2 separate regions of the Sus scrofa genome follow, and region 2 is linked to region 1. The links are chromatin contacts, called in public promoter capture Hi-C maps. All regions are on one chromosome and are shown on one strand. The core of a region is the stretch at or near the end of the contact, and the rest is flanking DNA. Distances in the headings are between cores, read along the strand shown. Region 1 overlaps LOC110256722 (a long non-coding RNA gene). Region 2 holds the start of LYST (lysosomal-trafficking regulator).

Region 1 (5,201 bases), core at 1,613-4,112:
TCTCCCCCCTGGTCACCACTGGGGTGTTCTCTAAATCTGTGCGTCTTTTTTTCGGTTATCTTCGTTTGTTTTATTTTTTTAGATTCCATGTATAAGTGATAGCATAGAGTATTTTTCTGTCTGACTTAAGCGTGATACCCTCTAGATTCATCCATTTTTTTGCAAATGGCACAGACCTACTGATTGTTACTATTTTGCCACATTGGCTTAATCTTTTTTCTCTATCCGCACTTGCTGTCATTATTGTTATTTTTCCTAAACTATCTGCATTAAATCGCATTATTTTGCCCTTTGCTTTGAAGAATAAGGACACTGTCATATAAGCACGATGTAATTGTCACTGTCAGGAAGTTTAACGTTAATACAATATAGGCTCTAATATGCAGGCCATATTCAAATTTCACCCCCTGACCCAATAATGTCCTTTAGAGAAATCACTCTTCCCTCTTCCAGGATCCAGTGTTGCTTGCAGTGGCCAGGTCAACTTAGTCTCCTTTCCGTGGGGACAGCTCCTGGGCTCTGTTTCTCCTGTCACGTAGAGCAGAGTTTGTAAAGCACCGCGGGGACAGCTCCTGGGCTCTGTTTCTCCTGCCACGTAGAGCAAAGTTTGTAAAGCACCCTGCACTGTGGTTTGTCTCGTTTGTTCCTCATGATTAGGTTCAGACGATGCGCTTTGGGCGGAAATGCCAAATAACGATATCTTCCTAGTGCATCGCACAGAGAGGCGCAGATCATCTGTGGGGAGATACTATGAAACTGTAAATATCCTGTTCCTCTCAAACGTGCTGCCAGCTGTTTGTAGGACAAATGGGAGGCCACCCACTCCCAGTCTGCACCTGACCACCCGGGCTCTCCCTCTTGCCGTGTGCACCCCCGCCCCCACAGCGCCCACCTCTCTACCCCCACTTGGAGGACCTGGTCCTCTCATCCCCTCCCTCTCCCCCAACCCCATCACAAAGGTTTGCCGCAGATCAGAGACTCCATAGGCTTGTCAAATCAAAATAAATAAAAAATGCACCCTCTGAGATTCTGTCTGCCTGCTCAGGAATGGTCCCCTAAACAGAGGTCCTTTTTGGAGTGATTCATTTATAGTTGAGGTGGGGCCTCTGAGAACACAAATATCCTTCTTTTCCTCTGACTGTAGGGGGTTCAGACTGAAGGAACATGTAAAGAAGGAAGGAAGGAGACAGGGAGGGAGAGGGAGGAAGGGAGGAGGGGAGGAAGGAGGGATGGGGGAAGAGGAGGGAGAGGGGCATTTAATATGAGTCACCTTCCAATCCCGCACCTCTATGCCCCTCGGAGCAGGGCAAAAAGACCACCTCGGTGTCCCTCACTAGAGGAAGAGCTAAGCATAGTGCCATGAATGCGTACGCATTTAGTTCTTCAACAAATATTTATTAAGAACCTATTGTTGGCACTATCAGTCTGGCACTGTTCTAACTGCCGAGGATGCCACTGTGTTTAAAACACAGTTCCTTGGTGTTCCCATTGTAGCTCAGCATGTAAAGAACCCAACATAGCGTCCGTGAGGATGCGGGTTCAGTCCCCAGCCTCGTTCAGTGGGTTAAGGATCTAGCATTGCCATAAGCTGCAGTTTAGGTCACAGAGGTGGCTCAGATCTGCTGTGGCTGTGGTGTAGGCTGGCAGCTGCAGCTCCAATTCGACCCCTAGCCCAGGAACTGCCATATGCTGCAGGCAGCTATAAAAAGATTAAAAACAAAACAAAACAAAACAAAAAAAAACCAACACAGTTCCCACTCTCATGGAATACACATTTCGGTCAGTGTTAACAGACAGTAAACAAGGGTTATCCACGTGCATACACACACACACATATGCACTCAAGCCAGGGGTATGGTGGGAGAGGTAGGGATGGAATACTTGGCACCATCAGAAGTAATAAACTAGATTTACAAACAGTAGTGTGAATATAACTTAAAAAAGTAGCCCATTGAAAGAAGACATAGAATAAAATGGATGGCAGAGTACTATGTATTGAACTTAAAAAACACATATACAGGATGTTACACATGTGTGTGTATATATATGAATACACATGAGTGTACATTCAGATGTACACCTATATGTAAGACCTTGTACATAAGCAGTGTTAGTGTGCAAACCTAATGGGGGTAAGAATGAACATTCGGAAGGGGGCTCAAGGGGAAAAACATGAAATAAAACAAGAGATGAGCTTTGCCTGGATGGATGACTAGGTGCCAGGAACTGAGATGTAAGGTTATCTCAACTGAATGCAAAAAAAGCCCCAAACCAAAAAAACAAAACAAAACAAAAGAAACCAAAAATGAGGAAGGGAGATTTTAGTTGCCAAGGATGAAGAAATGAAGGCACCATGCCCTCCTCCAAGCATGGGTGTGTGTGTAGTGGGGAGACTGAGGCCCTCTGGGGAGGGCTAGGTCTCCTTCTGGGCAGGTGTCTCCGTGCTTCTCCCCCTGCTATCACAGGGCAGTGACAAGGGCAATCCTGCTAGCAGGAGGAGGCGGGCAAGCACCAGGCAGGGATACATGACATTTGGGCAAAGGCTTAATCTTGCTAAAGCTTGGTTTCCCTTTTTGTGGATTGGACTTCACTTCAGTAATCACTTCAGAAGGTGGTGGTGGGGATTCCACGAGCCAATGCATGGATGGAAAGACTTCACTGCAAGACCTGGACCACCAGGCAGTCTGGGAAATTCTTAGTTATTATCAGCCTTCTCTTTTGCTACCCAAAAAAGATTGCCAAACTAGCTTAGCTTCAGAGCATCTTTCTGCATGCTCGGAACACAGCTGATACACTGTTGGCAGGATACCAGTAACCTCTGCCCAGCGATGCCTGCAGCTTTTGCTTTCTAAACACAGTAAAGCTGACCCTCCACTGTCAGCTCCCAGGATCAGAGGCTGGAGATCACTCTGGTACAAACTCCACCTGGGCGTGTTACCGTGCAAGAACCGGAAGAAAGCCAGCACCGCTCTGTTGATCCCCTCTCTGCCCCCTACTGACTTGCTCGTGTTTAATTTTCAATGCACTGTGCTCAGGACCCCTTCCTTTTTCTAGAAATTGAGGATTGAATCACCTAAGTGCTTGGATCAAAGCACCAGAGAGAGAGGGCGCGTGCGTGTGGGTGTGTCATCTTATTCCAAGTGGTGTCTAAGTTCACATCGCCACATTCTATTTCACAGCGTTTGCTGTCAACTCTCAGCCCAGGCCGAATAGGTCAGCCAACGTTCATGCCTGAGGCTGGCAGGTATTAGGAGCACTGTTTTGAAACCTATCCTTATCAGATGGCTCCAGGTTGCAGGGTGGCTATAGTTAGAGGACAGCCCAGAGTTTCACTGGGACAAAGGGTGGGGCTGCTCTTTGTGGCTGAGATTACAGAGCCATCCAAACTGCTCCACCCTCTGTGTGGCAGGGAACAGAGGGCAGAAGGGCTCCCTGGGTGGAGGAGAATGTGGGCATCAGCTGTGAGCTCCAGCCTGCTATGCCTCTCCCCTCAAAAGCACGCATCAGCTAGTACAAAGCTTGGGGTCAATCCCGCAGATCCACAGCAGATGCTAGATTTGAACTCCCTGTGGTCAGGGACTGTGCCTGTTCTGTTCTCCCAGAAGCTGGCATGGGACTTGGTTCAGATTAGCTGATTGGCAAGTGTTGGCAAAATCGAAACAAGGATGGAAGGAATATGATTAAAGCTTAAAACAAAAAGTAGCTCCCACATCTTTTTGCAGTGCAGCCGGCTAAGATGAATACCAGCTCTTATGCACATAACAGCCTCTCTCACTGCCATTTTAGTGGCTTCGGATATCTTTTTTTTTTCACTTTAGGAGTGCAAACTGCAGGGCCCCCCTGGGTGTTATTCACATGAACATTCTCACCAGCTTAGCGCTATAAACCTGTTTGCACCTGGGTAGCATTTATGTACCTGCAAACCGCCTCTGATGATTCATTCTCTGCCTCACTGTCCCAAGCAAGGCACTGCGGCATCTCTGGTCTCTGCTGCAGCTCCAGGTGGGAGCAGGGCCAGATGGAAATGCAACTGGCAAGGAAGGAGACACCTGGGGTCCGGTCTGAGCCTAACTGCTGAGTCAGACCCCCTGGTTCTTCAAGAAACAAGAATCAAGGTTTCCTTCTGCTGGCTGGCATTTTGCATCTGGTCTTCTGCATCCTTCCAAGGCACCTGGTTCTTCCAAGGAGCTGCTGACAGGCTGCAATCCATTCCAGGCAGACGCAAATTGCAGGAAACCAGACTGCTGGGCTGGTGCCCTGGTCAACTTTTCAAATGGAGTTTGAACTGACTTCCTTGCTGTTTACTGTGATGGCCTTTTCTAATTTTTATTTTACATTTTAAGAATGAGCCCTGGTCTTGGCAACCTGAATCATACATGACTCCAAATATGTTATTACATATGGACAATTCGCATCAAAGTTTTCCCCAGCTTTCTTAGCGTGCCGAGAGCCAAAGAAGTTTTCTGTCTCTGGATAAACAACCTCTATCAGAGAAAGTTTGTCATCTTAGTCATTGTCTTAAGTGCAGAGTTACAGAGTTGGTATTCTTTTTCTTCTCCAGCACCTCAATCTCTGTTCTGAAAGAATTTGGCCAAAAAGCCAGGATTCCAACTTGGATCCTTCCTCATCAAAAAAAAAAAAGGACTGGTTTTCCCTTTATTACAAGTCAAGTTCTGCTTAAAGAAGGGGACCATGACAGCTGTCCTCATAGCTGGGCTTCAGAAGACGAGATTTAGAATCGAAGAGTGTAGGTTTCTTGACTAACGAAGGCCATTTTCGGGTTTTCCATGTCCTGGAACCAGAGCCTTGCAGGCAGATCAGTTAAGGAGCAGTGGAAAGAGCGTGGGGTTTCAAGTAGGTTATGTTAGTTTGAAATGCTGCCTGCCCTACTGTTACCGTCTGTGTTTTCTTAGTGAAATCTAGACCTCTCAGCACGTTTGCAGTGGGAGATGGCCTAGCTGAAAGGTTCAGGCCCCAGCTCCATGCCAAGGCACCCAGGTTCAAATCATGTCCTATGTTTTCTTTTTGAACAACTTTGGGCAAATTACTTAATACACCTTGGCCTCCATGACCTCAGTTATGAGACAATTATAATACTTGTACTTATTTGTAGAGTCGTTTTGAGGATTAAACGATTTAATCTATGTATAGCTCATAGAATAATGCCAGGAACCATGGCAATCACTCAAAAAGGGGGGGAA
Region 2 (5,201 bases), core at 1,952-4,451, 53 kb after region 1:
CCCTATTTTACTTCCTCTTGTGCATGGGTTACCAGAAATATAGGCCAAATTCAGAGCAACTATAATAATCACCCCATCTCATGTAACTGGTTATATTCACCCATTTACAGAGTCCCTATTGTATCTGCAATCTTAAGTTACCCTATTTTTCTATTGTTTATGTTTGGACAACTATCTTGTGCCATGTCAGAACTAGGCAGGATATAAATTCTAAATAAATGAAAGTACTACTGCACCTTTACAAAGTTAACTCCTTCGAAACTGCCTGAGTCTCCTTCAAAGCCTTATTGTAATAGGATAGTAAGAACTCCACAGACTCTTCAAGTTGGAAATATCTTCGAGGAAATCAAGTTCACTGTTTGGTTTTCCCTAATTGACCGGTTAATCTGGCAAAACCAGGACCCCTAAGAACCGATAAGGAGGATCACTGCTACCGAAAATGTATATAAGGCGTTTTGGAATCTGCCCCCAAGGTTTAAGCCATTTTTGATATGAGTCTGTATCCCAGAAAAGTGTTTAACTAAATGATTGAAACCTGTCTTCCAAATGAATCATTGGCACCCTGTTCATGAACAAGGGCCTCCAAATTCCTAATAGGCACAAGATTGTTTTGCTTCCAGAAAGCTTTCAGGAAGAAAACACTAATCCAGCACACCAAGCTGTGATAGGTGCTCATACAGCAGTAGAAGTAAAGGAGGCAGGAAGCATCAGGATAAATGCAAGCAAACACTTCCTTTAGTCTTCACAGGTATTCAAAATACTTTAGGACTTTTTTTGTGTGCTACAAGGTGAAACAAAGCTAACAAACCTTTCAAGGTAAAGAGAATTTTTTTTCCCCTAGGGACATACATTGGTGGTGACTTTATTATCTCTTAGCATTCAGACAGTTTTTGAGTTGGAAAGATAAAGAACTTTCTCTCAGTGCCTTTGACCCTTACGTCTCTGTTGGGTGTGTGTCACTGAGCTAAACTAGAACTGACCCAAGGATGGTAAATAAAGTCAAACTACCCTCGTTGCACTGAGTGTAGCTGGAGGAGTCCCAGACACGGCCCAAGCAGCAACAGACATTGCAAGCAGGGGTTGCAATCACGACTCATTGAAAAGATACTTATCAAGAGCCGAACACATACATGGCACATAAAATATTAAACTACATTTGCAACTATCTGTTTAGGAACCAATTATGAAGACTGTGCCAGGTACTTTAGTGTTTAGCCAGGCATGGAAATTGAGAACCGTAAGTAATCCGATAATACCTATTATAAATATTCACTTTAACAGCCATTGTTCCAAACTCCACCGTGATGTTATAATATGAATTTGTTTAACTGTAATTGGTGTCTGGAATATAACCTAATTAATATCAATTTCTAAGTACAGTAATAGCACTGAAAGTTCTGAGCAAATACATGTAATACATAATAGTAATTCAACAAATACTTATCGCACATCTGTATAGTCTATATATGTATCATACACACATGTGTGCGCGCGCACACACACACACACACACAGAGTAGCCTAGTAGGTAGTTAAGAGCTTGCAACTGCAAGTTAAACTGACCAGTGTTATCATTTAAAAGCAATATGACAAACAAACTGATGGTTACCAAAGGAGAAAGGATTGAGGGAGGGACAAATTAGGAATTTGGGATTAGCAGATACAAACTACTATCTATAAAATAAACAAAGTCCTACTGCACAGTGCCTGGAACTATATGCAATAGCTTGTAATAACCTATAATGGAAAAGAATTTGAAAAATAATAGATATACATGTATATGTATAACTGAATCACATTGCTGTGCACTAGAAACTAACACAACTTTGTAAATCAACTCTACTTCAATAAAATAGATTTTTTTTTCTTTTTTGGCCACACCCATGGCATATGGAAGTTCCTGAGCCAGGGATTGATTCTGAGCCACAGCTGTCACCTATGCCATAGCTGTGGCTATGCTCAATTCTTAACCTGCTGCACCACAATGGGAACTCCTAAAATAAAACTAAAAAAAAAAAAAAAAAAAATACATATATATATATAAATATATATATATATATATACACACACACACAAATAATTGAGAGGAATAAAGCAACTACTTGAGAACTTAAAAACTAATTGAAAAAATAAATAAATTTTTAAAAAATCAAAAATAAATATATGAAAGAAGTGCAGGGAGTTTCTGTCATGCCTCAGCAGAAAAGAATCTGACTAGCATTCATGAGGATGTGGGTTCGATCCCTGGCCTCGCTCAGTGAATTAAGGATCTGGCATCGCTGGGAGTTGTGGTGTAGGTCAAAGATACGGCTTGAATCTGATGTTGCTGTGGCTGTGGCGTAGGCCAGCAGCTGCAACTCAGACTCAACCCCTACCCTGGGAACCTCCATATGCTGCAGGTGGGGCCCTAAAAAGTAAAAAAAAAAAAAAAGTGTGGCATTGAACAAGTCTCAGATTTCTTATCTATAAAATAAACAAATGTTTTTTATTATTAATAATAAAATATTAATCCAGAAATCCATAATAGGCATGGGATTGAAAATATGAGAGTATTTGTAATCAAATTTTTATAAAAAATAATAGGAGTTCCTATTGTGGCTCAGCGGTAACAAATCTAACTAGTAGCCATGAGGATATGAGTTCAATCTCTGACCTCGCTCAGTGGTTAAGGATCTGTCATTGCTATGAGCTGTGGTGTAGGTCACAGATGCAGCTCGGATCCCTCATTGCTGTGGCTATGGTGTAGGCTGGCAGCTGCAGCTCTGATTTGACCTCTAGCCTAGGAACTTCCATATGCTGTGAGTGAGGACCTAAAAAGCAAAGATAGATAGATAGATAAATAAATAAATACAAAAAGAATAACAGCAGAAGAAAAAAAAAAAAAGAGAGAGGGAGAGGCAGATGTCAGCACAAAAGAAGGGCAGAAATACTACACTACGAGTTTGGTGAAAGTGGCAGTGGCTTGGTGTTTAGTTTGTTTCTATGTCCTCCAAGTGGCTGCAGAATTCTCAAAACAAGAGTGATGATGCTCCTTGCAAACATAGGCCCTCCCCCTCTGCCAGAGAATCAGAGCACTCTGACTCACAGAAGCCACCACAAAATCACTAACTGGAAAGCCCTGCTGCAGCTCCACTGCAAAGAAATTGAACTTGATTTGCCAGATACGCCACGTGATCCAAGCAGGGCCTCCTGCCAAAGAGCCAGAGGGAGAGGGCCACTTGCCTTCCTGGGAGCACAGACCGCCTAGCCTCATCACCAAACGGAGAGGCAGCAGAGGGCTTTACAAGAAGTCATTTCCAATGATGATTTGGCTTTGAAAAGGGTGGCTGCAGTGCCAGCGTGTTTGGTGCATTGCCTCTTTGGGCTGAGGATCCATTCTTCCCACGGAGAAGTTGTGTCATGAGGTTCTTGTGGTGCATAAAGCTACCCTTCCCCATCTGCTCCTGCAGCTTCCTCTGGTGACATCGGAAAGGCTGCAGGGTTCGCCATTGCCATCTAATGGGGCTTCAGGCTGTTCAACTCAACTGTGCATGCTCTGATAATGCCAGGAGAATGATGCAACCCTAAGTCAGCTGAACAGAAGCCGGAAGTTAACTGCAAACAAGTGACCCAGCTTGCATAACAACATGGTCCTCCAGTTTCACTGCAGCAAGAGTAGATGGCTGCTAATTAGCCGGCAGTGAAGATGCCTACAGAGTGATGACAACAAGGAAGAGTTCCTGGCTCCCTGGAAAAAGGTAATCACCTTACAGATAGGATTCAAGTGTTTCTGAGACACCCACCCTCCAGTGGCAGCCAAGTGTGTGGACAGCTTTGGTGGGCAGGCTAGGTAAAGGCTGAGAGCTGTAGGACCACCAGGGAAGGGGATAAGCAGATGAACTCCTGGCCACCCAGGTGCTCTCAGGAGCTGCTTCCTGCAGACTGCTTGCTCTGAGAGGAAGGAGAAGGAAGATACCTGTCTGGAATGGGCTGAGCCAATGACCCTCAATGGAGAGATTCCAGCTGTCATTCTTGGATGTCAGTACAGTGAGGTTGTTCATCCTGAGCACAGCACAGGTGTAAGGACTCACACAGTAAGTGGGTGCTGATGGGCTCCCCTGGGGTGTTATTAGACAAGGTGCATCAACCCAATACAGTCAAGAGGTACTTCCTCTCTCACCCCTCACTGCCAGCCCTATCTAACCCTTCAGCCTCTATCATATTCCTGCTCTATGATAAGAAGAGCTCAAGTGCTACTATTTAGGAGGCTTTAGACTGGTCTAGGAGGAGAAGGGAGACAGCATAGAGCTAAGGATGGAAGTGGCGAATTATGAAGGGATAAATAAGAAATTCTGTGGCTGGAGTGGTGGGGGAAGGGAAAGACTGTGAATGAGATTAGAGGGAAAGCTCGGAGAAACCAGAATGCCTGCCAGATGGAGAGAGGTGCTGAGCCTAGGATGGAAGTCAGGGGTTTAGAGATTGGGATGGAAGAACAAGCCCAAGTAGGGTTGAGCAATTGTTCTGAGCCAGGAGACTGGAAGAGCTTGGGAGTGGGTCAGCCTGGCTGGGGAGGTGGATGAAGAAGATGAAAAGAGAGAAGTGGATGAAAAGACAACTCCATCTACTCAGAAGCCCAGTAGCCTTGTCTGATTCTGCTCCATGAAGCTTCTCACCCCCCACTTCTGGCTGGTTCCCACATTCTGCTCAACAGCCCTCTCTGTTCCCATGACTTCTCCATTTGGGTCCTCATCATCTTTCTGAGACAACTTCCAGAGTCTCCCCACCAGGCTCCCTGCCTCTAGTCTCTCTCCCCTCCAATCCATCCCTCACACAACTTCCGAACCTTATCTTTTCAAAATGCAAGCTTGGTCACATCCCCAAACTTAAAGGACTCCAGTGGCTTCCCACTGCCTGCAGAAAAAAAACCCCAAACATCTCGCCTGGCATGTAGGAGGCTTCCAGATCCCCCCTCACCCTGTCATTGGAGCTTCAACTCTTGTAACTTACCTGCAAGTACCCAGTCCCCCAGATAATCTGTGGTTCTTGAATATTACCTTGTAATCGCCTTCCTACTTCCCAAAGTTACTCCCTCAGCCCAGAATACCCTTTCCTTCTGTCCCGCCTACCAAACCTCTTCTCATTTTTCAAGACAAAACCACCTCCTCCGAGAAGTCTTCCTCATACTCCTCCCTCTGGATTACAGTGAATTGTTCTGTCTCCTA

What was found. Promoter capture Hi-C pulls out the DNA fragments that hold promoters and counts their contacts.
Region 2: a promoter capture Hi-C map of liver shows a contact between it and region 1, with 2.8 times the contacts expected there. The contact joins the promoter of LYST here to the enhancer-like site in region 1. A contact is called at or near these places in 2 of 5 promoter capture datasets (both in liver), 9 of 47 Hi-C or Micro-C datasets (adipose tissue, blood, liver and 3 more) and 1 of 2 datasets of contacts at active chromatin or transcription factors (alveolar macrophages).

What each region holds. Positions count from the first base shown.
Region 1 is chr14:55,377,774-55,382,974 of Sscrofa11.1, forward strand. All of the region lies in intron 1 of LOC110256722 (a long non-coding RNA gene), which reads left to right. Among named protein-coding and RNA genes, the nearest start is that of LYST, 53 kb to the right of the region's middle. Within about 2 kb of position 2,863, at least 11 of the 83 cell types and tissues checked have an H3K27ac peak or open chromatin away from gene starts, as enhancers often do. A contact at or near this core is called in alveolar macrophages, liver and omental adipose tissue, where this site is marked.
Region 2 is chr14:55,429,962-55,435,162 of Sscrofa11.1, forward strand. LYST (lysosomal-trafficking regulator) reads left to right here and starts at 3,202. Exons shown (of 54, transcript XM_021073151.1): 1 at 3,202-3,737.